2 separate regions of the Mus musculus genome follow, and region 1 is linked to region 2. The links are chromatin contacts, called in public promoter capture Hi-C maps. All regions are on one chromosome and are shown on one strand. The core of a region is the stretch at or near the end of the contact, and the rest is flanking DNA. Distances in the headings are between cores, read along the strand shown. Region 1 holds the start of Izumo2 (IZUMO family member 2). Region 2 holds the start of Myh14 (myosin, heavy polypeptide 14).

Evidence for each region. Capture Hi-C pulls out chosen DNA fragments and counts their contacts.
Region 1: a contact with region 2 is called in a promoter capture Hi-C map of adipose tissue. The contact joins the promoter of Izumo2 here to the promoter of Myh14 in region 2. A contact is called at or near these places in 23 of 39 promoter capture datasets (the 3T3-L1 cell line, 3T3-L1-derived adipocytes, the HPC-7 cell line and 14 more), 3 of 15 datasets of contacts at CTCF or cohesin (embryonic stem cells and pro-B cells), 71 of 484 Hi-C or Micro-C datasets (the AML12 cell line, the Ba/F3 cell line, the CH12 cell line and 28 more), 18 of 115 datasets of contacts at active chromatin or transcription factors (embryonic stem cells, intestinal crypt epithelium, intestinal villus epithelium and 4 more) and 4 of 9 other capture datasets (adipose tissue, embryonic stem cells, liver and 1 more).

What each region holds. Positions count from the first base shown.
Region 1 is chr7:44,703,861-44,710,139 of GRCm38.p6, forward strand. It overlaps Izumo2 (IZUMO family member 2), which reads left to right and starts at 4,870. Exons shown (of 7, transcript NM_001368390.1): 1 at 4,870-5,114; 2 at 5,196-5,270. The coding sequence starts at 4,883.
Region 2 is chr7:44,668,330-44,674,055 of GRCm38.p6, forward strand. It overlaps Myh14 (myosin, heavy polypeptide 14), which reads right to left and starts at 2,514. Exons shown (of 42, transcript NM_001271540.1): 1 at 2,471-2,514. It overlaps 2310016G11Rik (RIKEN cDNA 2310016G11 gene), which reads left to right. Exons shown (of 5, transcript NR_152106.1): 1 at 1-28; 2 at 870-973; 3 at 1,334-1,504; 4 at 2,105-2,270.

The sequences.
Region 1 (6,279 bases), core at 3,620-6,119, 38 kb after region 2:
AGCCTGGGGCTGGTGAGATGGCTCAGTGGGTAAGAGCACCCGACTGCTCTTCCGAAGGTCCTGAGTTCAAATCCCAGCAACCACATGGTGGCTCACAACCATCCCTAACGAGATCTGACTCCCTCTTCTGGTGTGTCTGAAGACAGCTACAGTATACTTACATATAATAATAAATCTTAAAAAAAAAAAAAAAAAGAACCAGTTTCCTGTTTAAAAAAAAAAAAAAAAAAAAGAAAGAAAGAAAACAAGCCTGGTGCAGAAAATGTCTGTCAACTCAGCCCTTGGGACACAGAGGCAAGAGAGTTGTTTCATGCCAGCTTGAGCTGTGTAGTGAGTTCCAGGCAAGTCAGGGTTGCAGGGTGAAACCCTATTTCAAGTGAAAGGGGTTTGGACAAGATGGTTCAGTGGACCACCAAGACTCTGGCCACCAAGACTCAGGAGCTGAACTTGATCCCCGGGACCCAGATGGAAGGAGGGGACGGGCTTCCCAGATTTTCCCTTTGACCTCCACGGGCATACCTGCTAACACAAAAAATAGACAAATGTCATTTTTAAAGAAAGATAAAGCATTTCCTAGGGACATGGCTTCCCTACATGGACTACTCTGGTAGAAGATCCAGGTTTAATTTCCAGTATCCACATGGCAATTCAAAAATCAACTGTAATTCCAGGTCTGGGTATCTGGCGCCCTCTATTGGCATCTGTGGGCATTGCGTGCATATGGTATATAAGCATACATGCAACTATACACTCATACACATAAAAATACATAAAAGTTTTACAGTTGGGTATGGTAGTGCACAGCTTAAATCATAGCACTCAGGGGGCAAAAGCAGGTGGATCTCTGTGAGTTTGAGGACATCCTGGTCTACACAGTGAGTTCCAGGACACCAAAGGCCACATATTGAGACCCAGTCTCGAAAAAGATAAGATAGATAAATAATAAATAAAAAAATAACACTTGTGAAAAGTATTTATTCTCTCTTTCTCTCTCTCTCTCTCTCTCTCTCTCTCTCTCTTCAGGTACTGTTTCTCTGTGTAGTTTTCTTGCTGTCCTAGAACTCACTCAGAAAACCAAGCTGGCTTCAAACTTAAAAAAAAATTCTTAAAACAAATTTATAACATGACTTTATTAGCCCACCATCTCCCAAATAATGACACAGAGACCTTTTATATTTTTATGAAAGCTTTAGGCCTTCGCTTGGCAGACTCTCAACTAGGTCACTGAGTGAACCTAGCCATCGAAGTAAACCCACTCTGTGGCCTGTTAGATACTTCTCCTTCAGTTGGTCCGGCACCTGCTTCATTCTCCACATCTGGCTGGCAAATCTCTCCTCCATGTCTCACTCACGAACCTCTTCCCTCAAACTCTTTCCCAGAGTTCCTATCTCTGCCAGGAAGTCCTGCCTATCCTTTCCTTTCCTGCTTTGCTATAGGCTGTACAGCTTTTTATTAAACCAATCAGAGAATGCCTTAGACGGGCAAGGACAGACAGAGAAATATCTTCACACAGTGTACAAAAAGATTCTCATAACACAAATGTCTTTAAACAAATAAAATAAAAAAATAGGACTCCAGCTCCAGGAGGTATTGTGCCCTCTATTGACCTCTTTGGATACTGCATGCAGGTGGTGCACATAAAGTAACAAAAGTACTTACTTTTAGCAGTGCAGAGCATGCCTTTGATCTGAGCAATTAGGAGGCAGAAGCGGGCTCTCTTCTATGAGTTCTAAGTTTGAGGCCATCTTGGTCTACAGAGTGAGTTTCAGGACAGCCAAAAGTACACAGAGAAACAATGTCAAGAAAGAAAGAAAGAAAGAAAGAAAGAAAGAAAGAAAGAAAGAGGGAGAGAGAGAGAACGAAAGAGAGAGAAAGAGGGAGGGAGGGAGGGAGGAAGGAAGGAAGGAAGGAAGGAAGGAAGGAAGGAAGGAAGGAAAGAAGGTATAAATAAAAATGAGTAGTTTTCCGGGCGTGGTGGCACACACCTTTAATCCCAGCATTTGGGAGGCAGAGGCAGGCGGGTCTCTGAGTTCGAGGCCAGCCTGGTCTACAGAGTGAGTTCCAGGACAGCCAAGGCTACACAGAGAAACCCTGTCTCGAAAAAAAAAAAAAAAAAGCAAAACAAAACAAAAATGAGTAGTTTTTAAAACTCAAACATGTAACATTAGTTCTCAGAATTACTTAAATATGTCCTGTTCGAAACATTGCTATTGCAATCATTAGGTGCACACAGTAGCCAGCAGAGGGATTGTCATAGCTACTTTGTTGCCTTTGAGTCAACAGTTCTCTGTGTTCTCAGGACAGGATGTCAGGATGTCACTGCACTGTCATGAAAACTTGTAACATTCTCACTTGAAGTAGATTCACATATTCCAAGTGTCCTAAACCAAGTTTTATAACACAGAATTTAAATCTACTTTTTTAAAAAAATTATTTTTAAGACTGGGCAGTGGTGACACATGCCTTAAATCCTAGTACTTGGGAGGCAGAGGCAAGCAGGTCTCTGAGTTCAAGGCCAGCCTGGTCTACAGACCTAGTTCCAGAACAGCCAAGGCTATACAGAGAAACCTTGTCTCAAAAAGACCAAAAAAAATATTTTTTAAAAAAATTATGAGTAGATGCACATGGATGTAGTGCCCAGAAAAACCAGAAGAGGGCATCAGACCCCTGCAACTAGAGCTGCCATGTGGTGCTGGGAACCAAATTCAGATTCCTATGCAAGAACATCTATTGCTTTTTTTTAATCCTCTCATATATTACATCCAGACTACAGTTTCCCCTCCCTTCTGTCAGTCCTCCACACCACCACCCCTTCTCCCACAGATCCACTCCTCCTCTGTTTTCCTTCAGAAAAGGGCAAGCCTCCCAGGGACATCAACTAATCTTAGCATATCACGTTTTGATAAGACTAGACACTCTCCTAAGGTCCTAAAAGCAGGCAAAGGAGTCAGGCTCCCAGCTGGTGCTATTAACCACACTCAGTGCTAAGCACTTTTTAAATTACATGTTTATTGGGGGAGGAGCACGTGCCATGGTGAATGTGTGTTCAGAGAATCACATTGGAGAGTCAATTCTGCCCTTCCACAGTGTGGGTCCTGGGAATCGAACTCAGGTCCTCATGCTTAAGTGTTGTAAATCAGGTGGCTCCCTCAGCCTGACTTTTAGCCACTCAGCTCCAGCAGCTTAAGTCATCACCTGCCCCTCTGCCAGGGGCAGCCCATCTCCTCTGTTGCTACAAGCTGCTTACTGCTTACGTTTCAGTGGGATGTGCACACCCTTTGAAAGGTCTCTCTCAGCATCATGTCTCTCTCTGTGTCTCTTCTCTGTTTCCCAGTCTCTCTGTCTCTCAGTCTCTGTCTCTCTCTGTCTCTCTGTCTCTCTGTCAGTCTGTCTGAATCTCTCTGTCCAACTTCTAGAGATCCCTTCCCTCCCCCACTCACCCATAATAGCATTCTTGCCTTAGATCTACTGTGTGGTGTGATCTCTTAGTGGCACAGCTTGTCCCAGACCTTTCTCTGCTTAGCCTAACATTGAAGACCTGCTGAGCCATCGCACTGGCTCCTTGAACTTTTAAAATTGGACTTACAATTAGATAATCACCACTATCAGGAGGTTGAGACCGGAGGATTGGGAGTTCAATGTCATCCTTCGATAAATATAAAGTTCAAGGCCAGCCTGGGCTGTGTGACACACTCTTAGAAGAGAAATAGGGAGAGGGAGGGCTGGAGAAAGGAAGAAGAGAAAGAGAAACCGGGTGTGGACCTGGGAGTATTTGGGGCGATGAATAGGATCAAAATGCATTGTATGTGTCTGTGAAATTCTCAAAAATTATTTTTTTAAAAAACTATTCTTCCAGTCATGGTGGCGCACGCCTTTAATCCCAGCACTCGGGAGACAGGCAGATTTCTGAGTTCGAGGCCAGTCTGGTCTACAGAGTGAGTTCCAGGACAGCCAGGGCTATACAGAGAAACCCTGTCTCAAAAAAAAAAAAAAAAAAAAAACCTATTCCAAGACAAGGTCTTATTATGTAGCTCTGGCTGTCCTAGCATTCACTAATATTGAAAGAACCTAGTGGGGAAACCCCCACTCAACTCCCGATTCTGTGTGCACCCAAGAATCACCAACAGAACACAACACCTTGATGTAACAACACGAGGTATTTTAATGGCGGAGCGTCGGGTCGAAACGTATCTCACACAGGAGACAGTGGATTCGACCACGAGGCTTGGAAGCTAGGGGTTTTTATAGAAAAGGAGTGGGGCTGGGGGAGGAATTGGCACGGTTTCACATGATTGGTCCATTTAAACATCAGCAGCCTGTTAACATTTAACTTAGGTCAGAGGGGTGGGAGATAGGGAGGGGACGGGCCTGTCCCGGCATGTCCTGGTCTGTTCTGCTATGTTCTCAGCCCCAGGTTTCAAAGCTCACAAACAACTCTTTGGGCTATTTGACATACATTACATGAATCACAGGTCTCAAGTTTTATTTCCTTTCAATATAGACCAGGCTGGCCTAGAACTAACAGAGATCTGCCTGTCTCTGCCTCCAGAGTGCTGGGATTAAAGACGTACCTGGCTTCGAAAATTAGTAAGATGTTGTAAGAGAGAAAGAGGAAAAAAGAAAGAAACGTGAGGAAGAAGGAAAGCAAGAAAGTCTGTTGAATTAGTAAATTTAGCCTACAGTAAGGCAGGACACTTCAGTCTTTCTCAGCCAGGCTTTAGGGGTTGGAGGAGGGCAGGGTGGGGGTGGAGGGGGTGGGGGTGGGGGATGGGGGTTAGAACAGCACCCAACAGGTGTTCAATAAATATGTTAACTACCTGGATTCCAGAGCTACACTCGGAGTGTTCTGAGGTCGCCCCTGTGAGGTCACAAAGTCCCCACCATGCCTTTGGCCTTGGCCCTGGTGCTTTTGTGTGGCCTGGGCGGCCCCGGGGCATGGGGCTGCCTGCAGTGCGACCAGTCAGTGCTACTGGAGCTCAGGCAGTTGCGTGATGCCATCGTCACCAAGCGCTTCCATCTGGAAGGGCTGCAGGCGCGCGCGCAGGCCCTGCTGTTGAGCATGGAGGGGCCTTTCTTCAGGGACTATGCAATGAACGCTTTCGTGGGGAAAGTGGGTGTGTACTTGGGTGCGTAGGGAAGAGGCCCGGGGAGCTGTGGGCCTTCTGACCTGACAGGGCCTCCCTTCTGGTCTGCAGTCGTGGATCAACTGGAAAAAGTGGCGACATCCTTCAAGAACCAAGCCCAGTATATAAAGGCTAACTCTAAGACAGGTGGGAGACCCTTGAGCCACCCCCTGGCCTTCCTTTCTGCATCCGAGCTTCTCCTCTGGGCGGGCATGTGTCCTTTGCTGTGACAGCTAGGCAGAATTTTGAGAAAGGGTTGAGAGGGAGAAAAGCTGAGGTTCAAAGAAGTCAGGTGACCTGTCCAAAGTCACACAGAGTTGACGATGTATGCGGGACACTCCCATCTCTATAATGCCCATCACTAGGTGTGGCCAGCCACACACTTCTGTCTTCTTGTGTTTCTCAAACACTGTGATTTTTATAAACGGGGTGTTTTTGGCATTGTCTTGCTGAAAGACTACATTTCCCAGCTTTCTTTGCAGACTACAGCAATCATTTCAATGGGATAAGGGGTGACTTCTTCCTCTGGAGGCATTCTGGCCATCTACTTCTTTGCGGTGAATAAGCACGGTCCCATCTAAGGTTGGACCAAGCCTTTCTTTCTGTCTCTCTACAGCTGTCTTTTAAAAAAATATAATAATCTAACATTTGTAATAACCTTCCACCAGTGAGTAAACCCGTGGCCTGTCATCCTAGTAACTCAGGAAGCTGAGGCAAGAGGACCATGACTTTGAATCCCTCTAATTAGTTAGAGTTCAAAGCCAGCCTCAAAGCTCTAGGTGCCAGGATTCACGGGAACCAGCCGTTATTCAAGCACAAACAAGTCTGCACACACATTTTGAGTCTCAAACACTTGGGAGCCTTCCAGAATTCAGACTCTTTCTGGACAGTCAGGTCATTTTTGCAAAGAACCGAAATGAAAACCTCTAAAATCTGGAGCACTTAAAAATTCTTAAAATTTTATGTGTATAAGTGTTTTGGGGTTTTGGGGTTTGTTTTTTTTGTTTGTTTGTTTGTTTCTGCATGTATTATATGCCATTTGTGCATGCAGTACCTGTGGGTGTCAGAAGAGGGCATCAGATTCCCCTGGAACTGGAGTTCCAGGTGTTTGTGAGCCACCGTGTAGGAGCTGGAAACTGAATCTACGTTCTTTACA
Region 2 (5,726 bases), core at 1,264-3,763:
CTCCATTGGACACGGGTGATGTCGAGAGGTTTGCTGCAGCCGTGGGTCGGAAGTGGGGATGTGGGGATTCAGGGAAGTTAACCAAGCCAAGAGGGTGGGCCCAGGGCCTGGCCCCAAATGGCTGAGCCCCAGCCACACACCCCTCCCTCAGGCAGCAGGAATGCGGTGCCAGGACTCATTAGTGTCACTTAGGCAGGTGAGAGCACCTGGGAGGAGCAGACAGAGCTGTGTGGAAAAGGAAAGCAGCCAGGGCCCCGCCCGCCTGGGCAGAGGCTGGGGCAGCACCAAGCTTATGACCTCAGCTAATGGGTGACATAGATCCCGTCCTGCCCCAGCCTCCTCCCTCAGACTCAAGGGGCCAGGACCCACCTTCTTCCCTCAGACACAGGGGTCCTGACCCCAGCTCTCCTCCCTCAGGCCCAGACGTCCAGACCCCAGTTTCTCTCTCAGATTCAGGGGTCCAGAACCCAACCTCTTCCTACAAACCCAGGGGTACTGACCCCAGCCCAGCCTCCTCCCTCAGTCCTAGATTGGTCAGGACCCGGTCCTTTTTCCTCAGACCCTGGGATCCTGGCCCCAGCCCTTCTCCCTCAGGTACAGAAGTCCAGACCTCAGCTTTCCTCCCTCAGGCACACGAGTCCAGACCTCAGCCCTCCTCCTTCAGACACATGAGTCCAGACCTCAGCCCTCCTCCTTCAGACACATGAGTCCAGACCTCAGCCCTCCTCCTTTAGACACTAGGGTCCAGACCTCTGCTCTCCTCGCTCAGACACTGGGTTCCACGCTCAGCTTCTTCCCTCTGACTTGGGGTACCTGGCTCATTATCGCTCTGGGAGCATGGATCCTAACTCCCTCTCGTCCCGACCCAGCGCCCTATGGCATAGCTCCTTTATCCCGCGGATCCCGAGGCTACCTGGGCGCCTGGCGGTAGAGATGGGGAGGCCTCCGAGTCCAGATCCTCTCCAGCACCCAGGTGAGGCCGGCTCTGCGGTCCAGCAAGAGGTGGGGCCTCTCCCGTCAGGAAGGCAGGACCGGGTTCTGACGTCTCCTGACACCTGCCGGGCTGGGCGGGGGGCGGGGCCTGGCACAGCAGCCAGCAAAGATAGAACCTGTTGCCAAGTGGGCGGCTGTGGGCAAAGGTGAAGGGCTGGCACAGAGCCGGACTAAGTATGCTAGGGTTCGAATCTCCCTCCAGCCTTCTGAACCTTCACTTTCTTCGCTAGGAATTGAGGCTCATGAGATCAACAAAAATTATTTGAGGAAAAGGACCCAGGTCTCTGTTCTGTTTTATCGTGGTTTTTTTTTTTTTTTTCTTTCTTTCTTTCTTTCTTAGAATCTCAGTTTCCTGAACCCTGGAAGTGGGATGCCCCAATCCTCAGATATGATGTCAAAATGCTATGCCAGCCTCAGGCTTGGGTCTTCTCCTCAATCGAGAAGGTGATCGAGGAGGAGACATCGGGTGATCATGCCTACGATAAACTTGTGGCTTAAGAGGTGTTAAGAGGTATGGCTTACAGAACAATTTATTTTTGTTTTTTGTTTTTCAGATACAGGGTCTTAAGTAGCCCAGGCTCGCCTGGAACTCATCATGTAGCTGAGGCTGGTCTTGAACTCCTGATTACTATTATGATGTTTAAAAAAAAAAAAAAGCCACAGGGCCAGGCACACCAGGTCCCTGTGTTCCCCACCTCGGTCCAGTCTATATCTTCACTCTCTGTGAGATGGAAACCACACAAACCTACCTCAAATCCATTCTCCTACACTGGAGGGGAGTTTAGTTATACATTAAAGTGCCCATGTCCATTGTGAGGCTTGGTGGCACACTCTTGTCATCGCGGCCCTTGAGAGGCTCAGGCAGGAAGGTTGGGGGTTGAGGTCAACTCGGTCTACACAGTGAGTTCAGAAGCTATCTCCAAAAAAAACAAAAAACACAAAAAAAACAAACAAAAAAAACTCACAAAAAAACAAAAAACCAAAACAAAACAAAAAACCAAAACAACTAACTAAACCAAGTCAAATCAAAACAAACTGGGACACCCAGCCAAACACATCCTTCTCTGTTCCTGTCCCTGCCTGTCGCGACCCCTCTCTCTCTGGTCCACAGCTTTTTCCTCCTCTGACATCTGACACGGTAGTCCTGAGAGCTGGGGAATGGAGACCATGACTCAGGTGTTCTATCATGCAACGTTCCAAGCACTGCCTCAGTTTCCCCTTCTGCAGAACAGACCGTGTGACGCTGTCAGAGATGACCCCAGGCTGTCTGGCACAAGGTGGGAATCCGGGCTGGGTGACTACAACCTTCCCCTTACCTCTCCCTGACCCTGGGGTCGCTTGCACCCAGGGTGAATGTCTTGACCCACCCCTCTCCAAGACCCCCCGCTGTACCCCACCGGCTCCGGCCTCCCCAGGTCTGACAGGCTCTGGCCAACCCTTGGGGCGCACCACGGGGGGGAGGTCCCCGGACACTCACCGGCGCCCAGGGCGGTCCAGAGGCCTCGGCCTGGACAGAAAAGGAGGCGGGGCCTGCAGTGGACGGCCCCACCCACAGGTAGGCATTACAGACCAATCAGCACTTGCTGCGGCCCGCTCAGACCTCGCCCCTGGGGCTCAGTGCTGCCCAATCAAAAAGAGCGGCTGGCGCGCCAGGCCAATCAGAAGTTGGCAAAGCGTGCCAGGCGTGGGAAAAGAACCTGGCCGAGAATGTGCGGCAGTAGGCGGGACCCGGGCCTGATGGCCAGCAGGAAGCACCAATAGAGATGCTTGGGGAGCGGCCAGCAGCTGCTGGTTCAAGGGGACAGGGTGAATGGGCTGCTTTGTAAACAGGCATGAATGGATGCCTTTGTGCGCACCCGTAGGGGGCGGCGGGAGGCCGGAATGCCTGGGTCCCCCGGGAGCCGGCGTGAGGACACACACCAAGAAACTGCTTTTGTAGAGTGCAGACCGTGAGCAGACCCAAAGCAGGTGGATGGGTCAGAATCATTTATTGAGCTCAAAGATGTGTGAAGCGTTTCCACTACGTAATTTCACTAAAGCCTTGAACTTGGTGCGATTGAGACCTTATATGGAGACTCAGTAGAGGGTTAGCCTAGCATGCACGAAGCCCTGGGTTCCACCCAGTCACCTTGCAAAGCAGGAGTGATGGCACCAGAGAATCATTCCAGCCCTGGAGAACTGGAGGTTGGAGGATCAGGAGTTCAAGGTCATCCTACAGCTATGTAAAGATTTCTAGGCCAGCCTAGATTATAGGAGACCCTGTCTCAGAAAACAAAGCAAAAACCCCAACCTCATCTGGAGGACCACACCTACCATCCTAGCTAGCATTGCCGGGCTGAGGCAGGAGGACTGCAATGAGTTGAGGTCATGGGTTTAAACAAAGTGATTGAGAAACTTAGTGTGACCCTGTCTCAAAGTACAAAAAGAGGGCTTAAGATGTGGCTCAGTTATAGGGCACTTGAGCTATAAAGCACTAAGTTTACATCACCTTACTGCAAAAATAAATAAATCAGCAAACAAACGATAAGTAAATACCAAAGTCCCCAAAGCCCTCACCACATAGATACACTCCACCTTGTCTTCCAACTGCTTAGCTCGTGTTGTTTCATAGTCCCTTAAGCACTTGGGTCTGCCTCAGCTTTGAACAGTCTCCTAAACTTGCTGTTTCCTTGTGTATGTGTGTGAGTGTATGGCTCTCTGTGTGTGTGTGTGTGTGTGTGTGTGTATGGCTTTTTTACCTGCATATATGTATGTGTACTGTGTGCATACAGTGCGGTCGGAGGCCAGAAGAGGATGTCAAATTTCCTGCAACTGGAGTTACAGATGATTCTGAGCTGTCCTGTGGGTACTGGGAATTGAACCCAGGTCCTCTGGAAGAACAGTTTCTGCTCTTAACCACTGAGCCACTGCTGCAGGCCTGCTTCTTTGCTTCGGAGACAGGGTTTCATTCTGCAGCTCTGCCATCCTGGCACTCTATTGTCCATTTGGACATGACAGCTCAGGTGTCTGTAGCCAACCAACCGTACCTGCCAACTACGGATATCATCCACTCCATCAAGGCTAAATCTACCCAGCAACTGGTGATGTCATCATCTGTCTTTACTGGCCTGGTTGCAGAGGCAGCTTCAGTTCTGCTTGCTCAGCCTAAGGGGAGGTGAGACTACCTGCATAACAGAGGATGACTGTGAACTTCTGATCGCTCTGCCTTTGCCGCCTGAGTGTAGGAATGACTGGTATGCACCACCACACATGGCTTAGCAGGCTTTGGTTGCCGGGGATTTTCTCTGATCTGCAAACCCATGCCACTCTAATGCCTGCTAACATTTAGTGAGAACACACACAGTTCTAAGCTCTCACTGTACATTAAATCCCACAACATGGACCCACCAGCTCTATGCATTTGGTCCTGCTGCTGCACACATTTTACAGGCGTGGGCACAGAGACCGGGCTGCCTCAGTGAGATCAATTCCTGTCTCTATGATACCACCAGGGATAAGGCAAGACCAAAGAATCAAGTCCAAAGGACGAATGCCCCTGCCTCTAAACCTCTCGCCATCCTCCATTACACCATCCAGAATACATGCTTGAGTTAAAGTCCCAATATGTCTCCTTGGAGACCTTGATACACGCACACACACACACACACACACACACACACCATCATCATCATCATCATCATCATCACCACCACCACCACCTACAGGATACTCTCAGTTATATTGTGAGCCCGTTGTTATCTGTGTGTGGTCTTCTCCTGAGGTTCCCCGTGGGTAAATAAGCTGAAATAGGGAAATCAGTGAATGAAACACGCAGACATGTGTGGCCAGAGAAAGAAATAGACCATGAAAGCTTTCTTAATCCCAGCCCTCAGAATGACCTGGGTCTAGAGAACCTAAGCAATAGCCTGGAATGTGTGGGGAAATCCAGCAAGGAGCTAAGATACTACACAAAAATGAAAGATGTTGTCTGGGTCTGAGGCTCAGTTGGTACAGTGCCTGCCCAGCATGCATGAAGCCTTGGGTTAGGTCCCCAGCATCACATGAACGGAGTGAAGGGACACACACCTGTAATTCCACCATTTTGGAGGTGGAGGCAGCAGGATCCAGAGTTCAAGATTTCACATCACCCCAGCCAGAGTGGCCCTCATTGAGAAACAAACACCAGACCAGCAAAATGACTTACCAGGGGGAAGTGCTTGCCACCAAACCCCATTCACAGAGTTCAACCCCTGGGCCCACATCAGGAGGCAACAACCAGCTGGTCTACATAGTGAGTTCTGGGCCAGGTAGGGCTACACACGGAAGCCTTGTCAGAAAAACAAATGAGGACTGAGATGGCATCAAGGTAAAGGGTAATTTTCACCAAGCCTGATGACCCACGTGGTGGGAGAACCAGCCCCCCATGCTGCCCTCTGACCTCTACAGTGTGCCGTGGCAGCATGCACCCCACTCATGCTTGTGCATGCGCACATACAAACACATACAGACAGGAGAGGGACAGGAATACTCCGCTGGGAAAGTCGCCTGTTGGCAAGCCTACTGACACGCAGGACCAACTCCTGAACATTTTTCTCTGCCCTGAGCACATACACTGTGGTTGTGGCTGCTCTGCACAAACATACTTCCCCACTAATAATGAGTACCTTTTATTTATTTTATTTATTTTTCAGTTTTCCCAGACAGGGTTTCTCTGTGTAGCCTTAGCTGTCCTGAAACTCACTCTATACACCAGG